Regions from separate parts of the Drosophila melanogaster genome. Here region 1 is linked to region 2. The links are chromatin contacts, called in public Hi-C maps. All regions are on one chromosome and are shown on one strand. The core of a region is the stretch at or near the end of the contact, and the rest is flanking DNA. Distances in the headings are between cores, read along the strand shown. Region 1 holds the start of Dyrk3 (Dual-specificity tyrosine phosphorylation-regulated kinase 3). Region 2 overlaps myo (myoglianin).

The links. A called contact is a pair of places that touch in the nucleus more often than the background predicts.
Region 1: a Hi-C map of the Kc167 cell line shows a contact between it and region 2, with 2.2 times the contacts expected there. The contact joins the promoter of Dyrk3 here to the enhancer-like site in region 2. A contact is called at or near these places in 3 of 107 Hi-C or Micro-C datasets (the Kc167 cell line, embryo and eye imaginal disc).

The regions. Positions count from the first base shown.
Region 1 is chr4:1,228,025-1,234,884 of dm6, forward strand. It overlaps Dyrk3 (Dual-specificity tyrosine phosphorylation-regulated kinase 3), which reads right to left and starts at 2,689. Exons shown (of 7, transcript NM_001038725.2): 1 at 2,474-2,689; 2 at 2,282-2,396; 3 at 1,556-2,094; 4 at 629-1,491. The coding sequence starts at 1,949. It overlaps Cadps (Calcium-dependent secretion activator), which reads left to right and starts at 2,813. Exons shown (of 23, transcript NM_001031858.2): 1 at 2,813-2,990; 2 at 5,105-5,486; 3 at 6,655-6,775. The coding sequence starts at 5,146.
Region 2 is chr4:687,749-694,593 of dm6, forward strand. myo (myoglianin) reads right to left here. Exons shown (of 5, transcript NM_166788.2): 3 at 5,633-6,668; 4 at 4,677-5,095; 5 at 2,938-4,611. The coding sequence starts at 6,641. The coding sequence ends at 4,243. It overlaps CG11360, which reads left to right. Exons shown (of 4, transcript NM_001272139.1): 4 at 1-2,902. Among named protein-coding and RNA genes, the nearest start is that of myo, 4.9 kb to the right of the region's middle. Within about 2 kb of position 4,428, at least 4 of the 39 cell types and tissues checked have an H3K27ac peak or open chromatin away from gene starts, as enhancers often do. A contact at or near this core is called in the Kc167 cell line, where this site is marked.

The DNA.
Region 1 (6,860 bases), core at 1,439-3,938, 540 kb after region 2:
TATATGTATATTCGAGTTCCCCGACTATCAGACACCCGTCACTCAGCTAGTGGGAATGTAAACGTGAAATTTCATAATTTTTTCGGGTTATCGATAGATATTTAATTTAAAAATTGTTTAATAGTGTGGTCATGACCGTTTCTGGCGTTTTGTATTTGTAGTTGGCGTGGCCAAGGTGTTTTTGGTATACAGATAAGAATTGGCAAGTCAAACAAAATAAAACGAAGAAATATCAAAACATTTTTCAAAAGAGTGGGCGTGGAAGTTTTGGGCGTTAGAGTGACCTTGGCAGCAAGGGTCAACAAACTTGCTCTGCGTATATGTCTCTCGAATCTGTATGCTTAATCTCAACCATCTAGCTTTTATAGTTCCTGAGATCGAGAAGTTCATGGCCAGATCTATTCACCTATTGATCCTGATCAAGAATATACTTTATACTTTTCAACAATCTAGTATACACTTTACTTAACGAGTATCGCGCGCTCGGGACCCTTATACGGGCGGTCATGGCTATATCCTAGCTTTTATTTTATTATCCTTCTATCCCTTTATCTTCGAGTAAGTGTCATATATATAATCGATCCTGTATACTTTACTAAGTTCCGTCATTTTTAAGCGACGTACTTACCTTTATACCAGAACGTCCTTGTTGCTTGAGTAGCACATTTTCTGGTTTCATATCGCAATGAATAATATCATTTTTATATAGTGCATCCAAACATTGTAGCAAAGAGTGTGCAAACTTTCGCACCAGCTGCAAACTGAAGCCTTTAAATCCATTTTTCTTAATTAATTCGTAAAGATTTATGCTGAGCAGCTCAAATGTAATGCATGTATGATTGCGGAAAGTAAAGTAATCAAACATGTGTATGATGTTCATAGTATTATATTTATCGTGACGGCGTAAATGATGAAGAATGCGAATTTCCTCTTGGGCCTGGCGGTGAAACCGCTTTTCATTGCGCACTATTTTTAAGGCAACATGTTCGTGAGTTTTATGATCATACGCTTTAATGACCTGTCCAAAGCTACCTTTTCCGATTATCTTTAGCATTTCATACCGATATGCTACGTGATCATGCGGTACATGAATGTAAGCGCCTTGTTCATTGTCGTATTCAGAATTATTTGGGCCATAGACTCCTGGGCGCTTCTTAGCGTTGGCGCCAATAAAATATATCTGCGGATAAGTTAGTATTTCTGTTCGCTCGTATGGAGTTAGTTTATTCATATATAAAATCATTACTTGTTGTGGGGAAACTACCAGAACCTTCGGTTTCTCGTGTAATTCACATTTTTGTTGGCCAGACATAATAATTTGTTCGTGAAATAAAAAGGTGTGGTTTTCCATTACAGAAGATTCTTTGACTGAAATTAGCGATTCACATTCGGGTTCCGACTTTGATTTCGAATTTTCCGAAATCGTACGCAAAAACAACCCAGGAACATCTTTTGTCTTTGATGGAGATGTTACATTAGGCAACGATATTGCTATAATTTTTAATTTAATTAAAAGGATCATTTAAATACTTATTAGTGACAAAAAATTTTTTACCTTGAATAGACTCTGAAATTTCGCAGCAATCGAAAATGGGTAAAATTTGAATATCTCCAGGGTAATTGGCAATATTATTTGATGGCTGCGTGGGAAAGTCTTCTTTACTATCATTGAGCATTGCCAATGGTTCAAAGCATCGGGTTAAATATTGTAATCCACTGTCCCGGTATTGATGACGGTTGGCTTTTTCAGTATTATTTTGAGCGATACCAGTATGTGTTAAATTTTGGTTAATCATCTGAATTTGTATCTGAGGTAGTGATGTAGGAGGTGAAAGTGCTTTTGAGAGTTGTGTGTTTTCCAGATGAGTTGTGTTTAAATTATTTTTGTCTGTTGCGGGTGTTTCAGATAATTCGATATGATTGTTTTTTTTTTCTTGAGAACCGACCATAGTGCGCTTGTTTATGGTAGTTATTAAATCCGATTTTATGTAGATTGTTATAAATTAGTTTATTACATTTCGGGTGTTCCCAGGATACAGAATTATTTAATGTGTTTTATAACAACACAGTTTTCATTAAACTAGTTTGCCGCAACTGGAATAAGAAATATTTGGTTTAATAACGATTGTGTGCCTTAATATACATTTTAGTCGGCAATGCACTCTACTTTAAAAAAATATCCTATTATCGTATCAAAATTGATTTTGTTTTTTAACTTTCCGATCTTGGTTTTTTCTAAATACTTTTTATTTGTGTAAATAGTTTGTATATATGTACTTACATCTGCATATACATAACGAACAGTTGAAAGGCACAGCCAAAATAAATAGTAATATATATTGAGGTTATAAACTTCGGCACTTGTGCTTAAATTTATTATTTTTGTATTGCTATACCTTTAATTAATTAAATATAATAATACCTTAATAAGTATATTGTCAACACTTAATTGAGTTTATGTCCATGTACATACATACATATATGTACAAATATTGCACATCGATGAAGACTGTATCAGAACAGTTTGATTAAACATTAACCGAGAGCTATAATATTTGATGTATTGCAATGATTTGTATTGTATACTTTACAAATAGGTAAAACCAGATATTTGTTTATCGTACAATTTCATTTGAATACACAATTTTCAAAGCGACCCGAACAAAGAGAAGAACAGTGTGACCGTGTTAAAACAGTTTTAACATGCCACCTGGCTCACATGTACTCACAATAGCGTTTGAAGCACGTTTTATAACCATAATCAACGGAGTACCATATAAAATGACTTCGGTGGTCCAGAATAAAGTTCTTTAGAACTTGTTTCGCAACTCAAACATAGGAACCACTTAGCATACAACAGCTCTAATATCAAAGTTTGTGACGAAAATTGAATAAATCAATACTTAGTCCACCGGACCGTTTTCGAGCGGAAATCGACTTTATATATAATTTGCAGGGCAATCGTTTGCCCATATAATGCGAGTCAAATCGTAAGAACACGTGTGGTATTGTAACATACATATATAATTCATGGGAATATTTATTCCTGTTTTCCCATTTTACTATTATGATTTTAAAAAGGTCGTATAACATTTTTTTAGTTTAGATCATTCATGCATGGCCCTAAGAAAGCGTTGTTATTCGCTTATAATGATCATTATGTCATTAGGGTTAATTTTTACGAATGGGCGAAAGAGCTGTTGTTTTAGGACAAATACTTTACTTAATATTTATCAAATCATTATTTGTTGTGAATATTTCTATCGATTTGCCAACAAATATGTATAAGTTAAATCAAGGCAAGTCTCTAATGTCCTAGTATCAATGTTTTGTGCTCATTGTTTATAGTGTTTTATGACTCGAATGCTATTTTGTCAAGCATGGCGGGCAGTAAAACAGTCAAATGCAATGCATATAGTCCAGAAACTAACTTTTGACTCAGATTAATTTTTTAAAGATTTAACTGTTTTCTGTTTTAATTTTTATATAAGTAACGAGTTGACTATGGAGTTCCACCACGTTTTTATTTGTCTTGACAGTTTCTATTGATCTGTAAAAAATATTCCATTTCTTTGAACTAAATAAACTAAGGTAGATATAATTTCCAAAACGTTTATCAAATAGTTATTAAGAAATTCATCTTAACCAAAATAAAAAGTATTTTAAGAATCCCTTCAACTACAAAATTTAGGCATAATTTAAATCTAATTGTGTTTCAGACAGTCCTGCTTTACTTAAATTATTGAAAATCAGAAACTTCTGCAAATCATCAACCAAATCGTCGAAAACAGTAGTTGTAACGGGAGTGCTAAGGTTACCACCATCGAAGTTATCGATAGTTCCATCGATTTTTTTTGCTTCTCCAACTTAACTATTCTTCAAACGGAAATCCATTTATTCATATGTGAAAATAGAGAACTGTATAAATAGAAGTAGATAATTTGTGAAATAAACCTGATGTCGCCTTGAAAATACATAAAAAACTTATATTTTTGTCAATAATTATACTATGAATTTCGTTTGTCATTCACATAGTAAATGAATTCAAAGTTTTGTTATCGTGTAACTCGAATTCATATAAATAGTGATAAAGTTTGTTCATAATTTAAAGCTATATTATAAGCACCATACATTACCGAACGACAAGCATAAATCTAATATTTAAGGTATTTGAAGCAATTAACCTTCCCAAAGAAATTGCTCTATTCTTCAACCCTTAAGGGTGGTGGTGAACAAATATATACATATTTCAGATGGTGGTGTGTTACAAATAAAAATAAAAGGTTTTTTTAACTTAGCGAAAATAAGAATTCGTTTGAAAACCCATCAACTATGGTTATTTTTGTTCTAAGTTATAAGGCATACATTCACCTTTTTTTTAAATTCCCCATCAAATAGCGTATTATAAATGTAAACAAACGATTTATAAGTATAATTTCAATAAGTAAAAGAAACAAGCTAAAGTTATCGTTGTTTTAATCAGTACAATAATAACAATGTAATAATGTAATAGTAATATCATACTCATGTTTCCACGCCCAATCTAACGCCCACAAAAATGGTTTGATATTTTTTCATATTTTTATTACTCTTGTAAATTTTTATCGATTTGCCAGATTAAGTATACAGATTCTAGACATAGAATTAGCGCTAGTTTATTGACCAATGTTGCCACGCCCACAAACCGCCGAGAGCTGCCAGTTAAAAAACTCAATGAAAACTGGTGATGTGCATTATAAAAAAAATAGTAAAAAAGGTAACTACATCGATAATGTGAATTAAACTGGGTAATTTGTGCAACATTATACACTACACATAATGCTATGAAAGTCATCAAATACCATGATTTCAAGTGACTGACGTACGTCAACAGGAACCATTGATGGATAATGCAAGTCAAATCGATAGAAATTTACAAGGCCAATAAAATGATGAAAAATTTCGAAAAATCGTTTAAAAGTGTGGGCGTAGCAGTTTTAGGGGGTTGCTGGCGTGGCAAAAATTTTGTTTTGCAAATCGATAGAAATTTACAAGACTATTAAAAATGTTACGAGGGTATACAAATTTCGTCTTTTAATATGATTTTGAATTCTTTTATTTTTAGGATTAAAAAACAAGTAATCGCGTTCCGCTTATTTTTTTACCATGATTGATCCTAGTTCAAGTGAGGAAGAAGGAGAAGATGACGCTGTTCCTAACGTTTCATCAAAAGGACGTCTTACAAATACGACCAAAGGAACAAGTGCCGTTTCTATAATTGGAGGATCTGCAGGATCCGTCGTAGGATCAAACATTCCTGTATCTGGCTCTAATACAGATTTGATCGGAAATCAAAGACAATCTAATATAAGTTCTATTTGTAACCGCAACGATGTTGGGAACATTAGTGTAGCAGCTTTAGGATCAACCTCTAACAAAATTGAGCAAATATGTGGCAACCGAGCTGATACCGGAAATCTTGAAGTTCCCAGTAATGGTATTCCGAGGTTGGTAATGTTCATACAACGCATTATTTTCAAACACATTGCAACAACAATTTCTGTACATTGTGTTCGTGTTTTAATTAATGCCCAATTTTTTTTTACTTTTTATTATTTTTTTATTTTAAAATACATTTTATTCTTATGGGAGGGTAAAGGGCACGAAATATTTAGTTATTTTGTTTGTCCAAGTGAGTGCAGAAACTTTCGAAGTCAAATGACCGTGTGCACGGTAGCCTGCAATATATAGTTAAAGTTTAAGATAAAGCCAATAAAATGATGATGAAAAATATGTTATTGAAGGAGTTAAGCAAAAATAAAAAACATGGAAGAGTATAATCGAGTTCCAAGATTATCAAATACCTGTACTCAGCTAGTGGAAGTGCGATCGAGAAATTTCAAAATTTTTCTCGCTCAAAATGTTCCTCTCTTTTTATTCTTTTCACTTTCTATCGATATGCAAAAATATTTTGTCCACGTTCAACGTACCTTTTTCCCATTTATTAAGTTTCTTCCCACTTTCTATCTTTACGCACACAAACCTCCCAATACTGTGAGGTCCTCTCTTGTAATACCCATTACTCTCAGAGTAAAAGAGTATACTAGGTTTGTTATAAAGTATTTAACAGGTAGAAGGAAACGTTTCTGACCTAACACAGTACATATATTCTTGATCAGGATCAATAGCCTAGTCGATCTGGTCATGTCCGTCTGTCTGTATGACATCCTAGATAGAGAAGTCAGATAAGACTTGCAGATTTCACAGACATTTTTATCGGTATACCAAAACCACATTGGCCAAGCTCCTTTAAACATGTACAAACCGACCAGAACAATCACGGCCACAATATTGAAAATTTTTAAAACTTTTTTTAATTTTATTCCTTTAGTTCTATCGATATGCCAGAGTAACGGGTATCTGATAGTTGAGGAAATCGACTTTAAAATTATTGTCGTAATTATTGTGTAATTATTATAAATATTATTATAAAATAGTGTAGTCGCATGGGAAGTCTTCTGGTGCGCTTCGTCACTACGAGGACTGCCGTTCATAGTGATACATCTTTACCTTATGCCTCTTGACTTTTATCCCTAATTATTTCTCTTGAATGGTTTAACGCAAAATATAACAGTATTATAAAATGAAGCAACAAATAATTTTTTTATTGTTCAGTGGAATTTCGCAAGAAACTTTAAATCAAAGTGTTGGATCGTCAAGGGCAAACTCATTGCCAAGGCCATTGTCACCGTCGCCATCTCTAACCAGCGAAAAACATGAAACTGCAGAGCCGCATGTAAGTAGAAACCGATATAACCAGGGTACATTTAAATTAAAAGTTAGAATTATTTCGCCGAAACTAGTATTATTTATAGACGATC
Region 2 (6,845 bases), core at 3,178-5,677:
AAAAATAATTCAAAGAATTTCCAAAGCCTCAGTTCTGGCTTAAATGTTTAACAGGGCTTAATATTGGCTACATTTGTGGGAATCCAAAAATTTTGATTGCGGCGCACAAATTGCGAATTCGGTCAGAAAATAATTCATTGAAGCTAGCTAATTCATTTAAAACTTTGCGTGCGAAATTACATGTTATGTTAGCAAGTTATAAACACTCTATTCTTTTTCGTATATCTTCGTTGGAAAATAATAAAACTTGAACATAATGCTTCTTAAACCATATTTATTTTGAACTTTTAGGAGCTTTCAGTGAAACTAGTTTCAGAATGACTTTGTTGGCCTGTTTTTACATCCGTACATCGTAATCAATTACAAATTTTGGGTTCGATCAGTGTAATTCTTTCATGCTATGCAGTAATATCAGGCAATGTTGAAATGTTTTAGCGTAATTTCTCTATTATTGACTTTTTGACTTTTTATGTAAATGTGAGTCACTGAGCTTTTAATTGTTTAATAGATACGGAGAAATCGATAGAACTTAGGCGAACTAACAAACTGCCGAAAAACATATAATAAATGATTATTTACACCCAATTGTATTAGTTTTTGTGGTTAACGGATAAGTATGTATGTATCTTATTTATTTTGAGTTTTTCATATAAATTGCCTTTTTATATCCGTCTGATTGTTGACGTTGTGAAATTCCTGATCTGTTATAAAACTTTAAAAATTATACTGTGGAGTTTTGTGGAAAATAAGTGCGATAACTAATTCTTAAATTTGTGACGCTTAGTTAAATTATTAACCATGGTCCCATTTAGAAAGTCTTGGAAGTCTCTTAGAAACTAAACTCTTTTGTTTACATGAAGCTGACTACTTTTTATTTACGTGTGTGAACAAACTTGTTCTTTAGACTTCTGTCAATTAAACAATAAATTAGCATTTTTTTAATTACTTTTAAAAAATATTTTGATATAATTTTAGGTTGCACAAATAATTAAGTCTCGATTTCATTGTTCCCCATGTGCAATTTATAATCAGCCTATTACATAAGCCATCAAACCATTTATTTTTAAACAACAAACATGATGAAAAATATATTGTATCTATAAAGTAAACTTTATGATACTAATTCTCTGAAAAATTTAAAACGACTGATAAATTAGCATAAATATTAAGATCGGACACAATATATATATACATAAATAATACAATAGATAAAGTAAAAAAATACAAAAGTTATATATACTTAAATCTACGATATATGACCCACATGTGACAACTACCTTTAAAAACTTACTATTAATGTGAATAAAAAGACTTATATATTATAGTCAATCATATTTAATATTTATAATACAATGTGAGTTGCGTGGAATGTTATAAAACCCAACGTATTTCGGTTCGGTTCGAATTCAATTTTTAATATTAGAATTTATGTTATACCTGTGTTTTAAAATTGTGTACTGTGCTTCAAGGTTAAATGAATCAATCGAAAATTTGTAATAGAGGCTGGCTTATATATATTTAAATGTATAAAATTTTAACATTAAATTTTTAAGGTCAAAATTTCAACGAGTGAGACTAAATAATTTATTTATCGCACAAAATAAACCTCTTACATTATTAATGAGATATAACTAGAAAAATTTAATTTCATAAACAAATTTTTTAAAAATATATTGTGCATTTATACATACATACTATATAATTATATATACGCATTGCTTAGCCCTAAATAATATTCTTCGTAAGATAGCATAGTGTTGTAAGGTATTTAATGCGTTCTCATTCATATGACAAAGAATAAGTATATCTAAATAAAATAAATAGAACATATTAATCTGTAAAATTCCATTACTTACGTTTTTTTTAAATAAAACGGTATCTATGGTGCTTATAACAAACTTGAACCATAATTATTGTTTGATGAAAAAAGCTCCCATATAACATTGAAAATAAATTCATGGAAAATTAATGATAGAAAATATGGATACCCCAACAGTCGAGTTCAGATTAAATTACGGACTTCGGCAATTGAGACATTTTTATTTCTGAAAAATTATAAAATATAATATCTTCACAATTGCAATTTATAGTCAATATTTTAAATGTTTTTACCTGAAAATGTTGCTTACATATTTTGTTACAAATTAAATTTCATTTTATCTTTTATTTTAGAATAGCGCAAAAAATTGTGCAACAATAAAATGTTAATTCCAATAAAGACGTAAAGAATGTCTATTTAATTTATTTTTACCAAGTTTAACATCTTGGTGGCATATTTAATTCGACCGTTTGGTTCTGCAATAAATTCTATTGTGCTACGCTCAAATAAAAGATTGAATAGTCTTCAAAAAATATAATTTGTAATACGTACAAACAAAAAGAGTAGTAAATATTTTTGTACACAGTTTGTAAGGACTTGCATTTAACTTATAATTGGCGGCTAATACATTTACAACGAATGTTTTACTAATTCAAACGAGGTATCACTTCAATTGGGAAACAAAAACAAATAATTTATGCAAAACAACAATAAGAATTAATATAGATGTAAAATATAAATACGTTCACCTAATTTAAAATTTATAATTATAAGTATAATACAAAAGTAATTAAAAGAGAAGTAAGCGCCCAATAACAAACATTAAACAACAAAAAACAAAATATTAACAATATGAAAATATCCGTATTGTGTTCGACAAAAAGTAATATATCTTAAAGTACATTTCATATATCGACTTAGATCGGCATTCCCATTTTACTGATTAGTATTCACATTAAAGGGCCAACTTAAGAACCGAGAGCCCTAAATTTATATGAGAAATATTTATGGAAATATAAGTATATCAACTTATATACTAATGTATCACTAAATGGTTATATAATAAATTTTTCGGAAATAAATAAATTGGTTGGCTTATTAGTAAAAGGGGGGGGGGGGGGGGGTTGACATTATGAGTTTATACCGAAAGCTTAGGTATATCGAAACCCATATTCTATTAAAAAAAAAAAAACAAGAGAACGCTTTAGACGTGTAATCCAGATAAGATCGTATGACTCCTTGGCGATGGTACTCCTTAGCGAGCCTAAGTTTTTGGCAAAATGCCGTAATTTTTTTCAAGAGTTTTTATCTTCACCCACTCTATATTCGGAATGTCACACAATCATCTCACGACTATCCCCTTTAAGTGCTTACCTATCATCAGCTAATGTTGGAGCACTTGTCAAAATTATTATTATTGACAACTCCTAAGTACTCTTGCAAACGTTTAGAAGCCAATCCTGCGACAAGTAGTGTTAATAGAAGATTCGAAAATAACGCATAAGAAAAATAAGTTCTTTTTGGCACTCAACCAAGCATTCGAGCTTATATCGTAGGAACTAATCGGAATAAGTTTCAAAACTAACCAATTCTAGCATATTTTTTTTTAACACTATGTAGATGGAGATAGAGAAAGTGAGCGCTGTAACGCCACTGCGCTGCATTGCTACTTGTATATCTATATTTCTCTGGCACGTTATTTAACTTTTAATTATTATGAAATAAGTTCTGTGTGCTTTGCGAAACGTAAGGTTAGCCTTTGTTCTAATCAACATTATTCATACAAATCCTTACTTGTCTTGAAAAGAACAGCATATGGAAGTCTCGTTTGCACACGCACAAAGCCGTTCACTGTAAAATATTCTATATGCTCACGATGCACGGGATATGAACACCTTTATACATTTAGCTGTGTATTCAAATTAGGTAATCACACAACCGTAAATGATCCACATGTAGCCTCCGTTCAGACTATATTTGTCTGACGGTGCCATTTGTTATTCACTCAATTTTTATCAAAACTTAAGGTACTTAGTTTATTTTAACCGTGTATTTCTTTATGCGTCATACAATCATTTTATTTAAAACGATTATTTTTTGTTTGCTTTTCATTTGTAATTCGTAATGCACAGTTTAAAATATATTGTTTCGCTCTATACTTATCTTATACGGTAATGTAGGAATTCATTTTTAAATATTTTTTAATTTTTTACTGTTTTTAATTGCGATCTATTTATTAATTTGGGAATCATCAGCATGCAATCTGACCTATTTTACATTTTAAAAATGTAAATTTTATATCAAATTTGGGAATTGTACTTTAAACTAGCCTTCTCAAACAGATCCATATTCCTTTGCGTTAATTTATTTACATAGCATATGTATTAGTTCTATTTTCAAAGAACACTTTCGAATTTTGTTCGCTAAGAACAGCTGCAACCCTCGACAGACATATTTGGTATAACACTTAAAACCAGATTATGGTTATCGTCAAAATATAACAAACTTAAGGAACTCATTTTTGTCGGCGAGCAACACGGTGTGGCCGATGTCGTTAAGGCTGCTAAATGTGTATGGGGATATTGCTCTAGGTAACCAACTTTGCAGTCACCACTGCAGAAGTATGCGTCAAAGGACGTTGGTGCTACAACGAAATGCCATCCAAAGCTGGTGAAATTAACTTTGAGGGGATATCGACAACAGCGCATGTCATGATCATTTTCTGTGCAGTCCATATATACGCTGCGCTTTCTTCGATGCTTTTTTTGCGACCCAATTTCTATGTGAACAGTCTGAAATATTAAAAATATATTTAGTAGAGTAAGTGTATTCAACTTCATTATAAATGGCTTCTAACCAATGGATTTTTCGATGTGTTGTCTGTGGTCACCACTAATGACTTCATCCAGGTTTCTGCGCCCTTTATTAGAATTTCTTGCGTCATATTAGACCCAAGATTACCAAGCAGAGACTTTAAGTCCACAGCAACCCATTGTCCAAGTCCTGACGGAATACTATGTCGAAACTCAAACATTTTGACTTTAGGATTAAAGCTTGTTGTATTTGCAACCCTAATAGCGCGGTGAATAGTCACAACAATATCTTTACGTGGCTGTTTTTTAATTTCTTCAAGAAGTCCAGGTTGATGAGCACTTATCCAATCCCAACCACGTAAATATAGATGAAGGGTAGCGTAAGACAAGTCTGAGTAGCTACTGTCAATTTGAAACCGAAAAACATCGACCTTGCGATTGTGCCGAACATGAGGTTGAATTTCTAAAAGAACGAAAATATAAACGAAAATTATTAATTTTTTCATTGAAATTTGATTTCTTAAAAGCAAAAATTGGGTATTGATTAATGTTTGTTGTAAACAGTTCATTTTTTGTATGTTAAAGGGGTCAATGCCACTTGTCTTTTACCTCGTCAAGATTTTAGGAAATGTGTCGATTCTTTTTTGAAAATACACTACGCCAATGAATTTTGGGAAAACAATTTCTAAAGATAGAGAAGAAGTCATATGTATTTTTGCTTGCTTTCTCTTATTAAAGGAAAAAAGTTCGAAATCTAAACCTATAACCAAATCGGGCCCAAAAAAGATATAAATATAAGATAAATGATTATGCTTCTTACTTACAAAAAGTCTAGAAATATATTTACACAGATTTTAGTGACGTTATATATGCTTTTTACTTCTCTTAAGCTCTCCTTGTCTTTTCCTCCCTTTATCTATACCTACTCTTATATATAATATCTTCTCTTATTCAATATCTTCCTATATCTATATCTACTTTAAGAATGCTGTTTACTTACCCTCGGGAAATATGTATATACTGCTGATGTGAGACAAAATACTCTCGTACTCCTCATCGTTGGTATTAATAGGAATGTCCGACTTTTTAGCTTGATTTTTATTCAAATCTATCAGAAATTCATTAACAGTGTTAGCATCATCTCCCTGCATTTGGGAGGATGAACTTTCATCAAAAAAATCAGTCATTATGTGGTCGCCATAAGTGTCATTTATAGACAAATGAGATTCGTCAATGCTTTCCATGCGATTCCAAACAGTAGTTTTTGAAGATGCATTATAATCTCTATAAAAGTTATCTATTATATTTTGTGGTACTGAAATTGGTTTTGTTATATTGGGAAGTTTTTTTAAATTCAAGCGCATAAGTATGTGCATTTTAATCGATTCTATACTATCCACTTTGGCTTTCTCACGCAACTGACGCTGTAGCATACTTTCTATATTTATTAAGGTATTGCGATACAAAGATACACTTTGAACTCTTGATAAATCTCCATGCTCTGATACCTTTGCTAAAGGGGTACTTTTTTTCCCCGGTTTACTTTGTACTTTCATTTGGAATATTCCCATATTTTCATTTATTTTATCATCCGCCGATATTGAAGAAGAACCATTTTTTTCTGATAGTACTTTTGCACTATTGTTTGTTTCGTTACTCAACATAACCATTTCCGGACTATCGTTGTTGGAAGAATTACTGAAGCTTTTATTTTCTGGCTGAGCATAAGCATTGACTGCAGTCGATAAAATTAAGAGTACGGTGACCGTGACATATCGAGTTACACGGAAATTACCTCTCTTATGTCCAAGAATATTCATTCGCCCGATATTTATTTTTTTTGAGTCAAGATTAAATCTGTAAGAACCTGGAAACTGGATTTCGTTGGAGTTCACTTCTATGTGAACTGTTGTATCTGATGTGTTCTGTCGAGTTTTTTTCTTTAGGGTTCTATGATGCTGATCATGGGTTTTATATTTTCTCCAACCGCAGCATGAGTTGGCCAGCATGATTTTTGATCAAACCGTTGATGAATGCTGAAAAGGACTTGTATTTATAAATATACTTGATATATTTTAAAATAAGAAAAAATAAAAATAATAATTATTATTTATTTTTGGAGACAGCGGCTGGTGATCTTGTCATCCAATCAACTTGGCTCTTGTTGGCCTTATTTTACAATTTTTTTAAAAATCAAATCGCGAAATACAAGC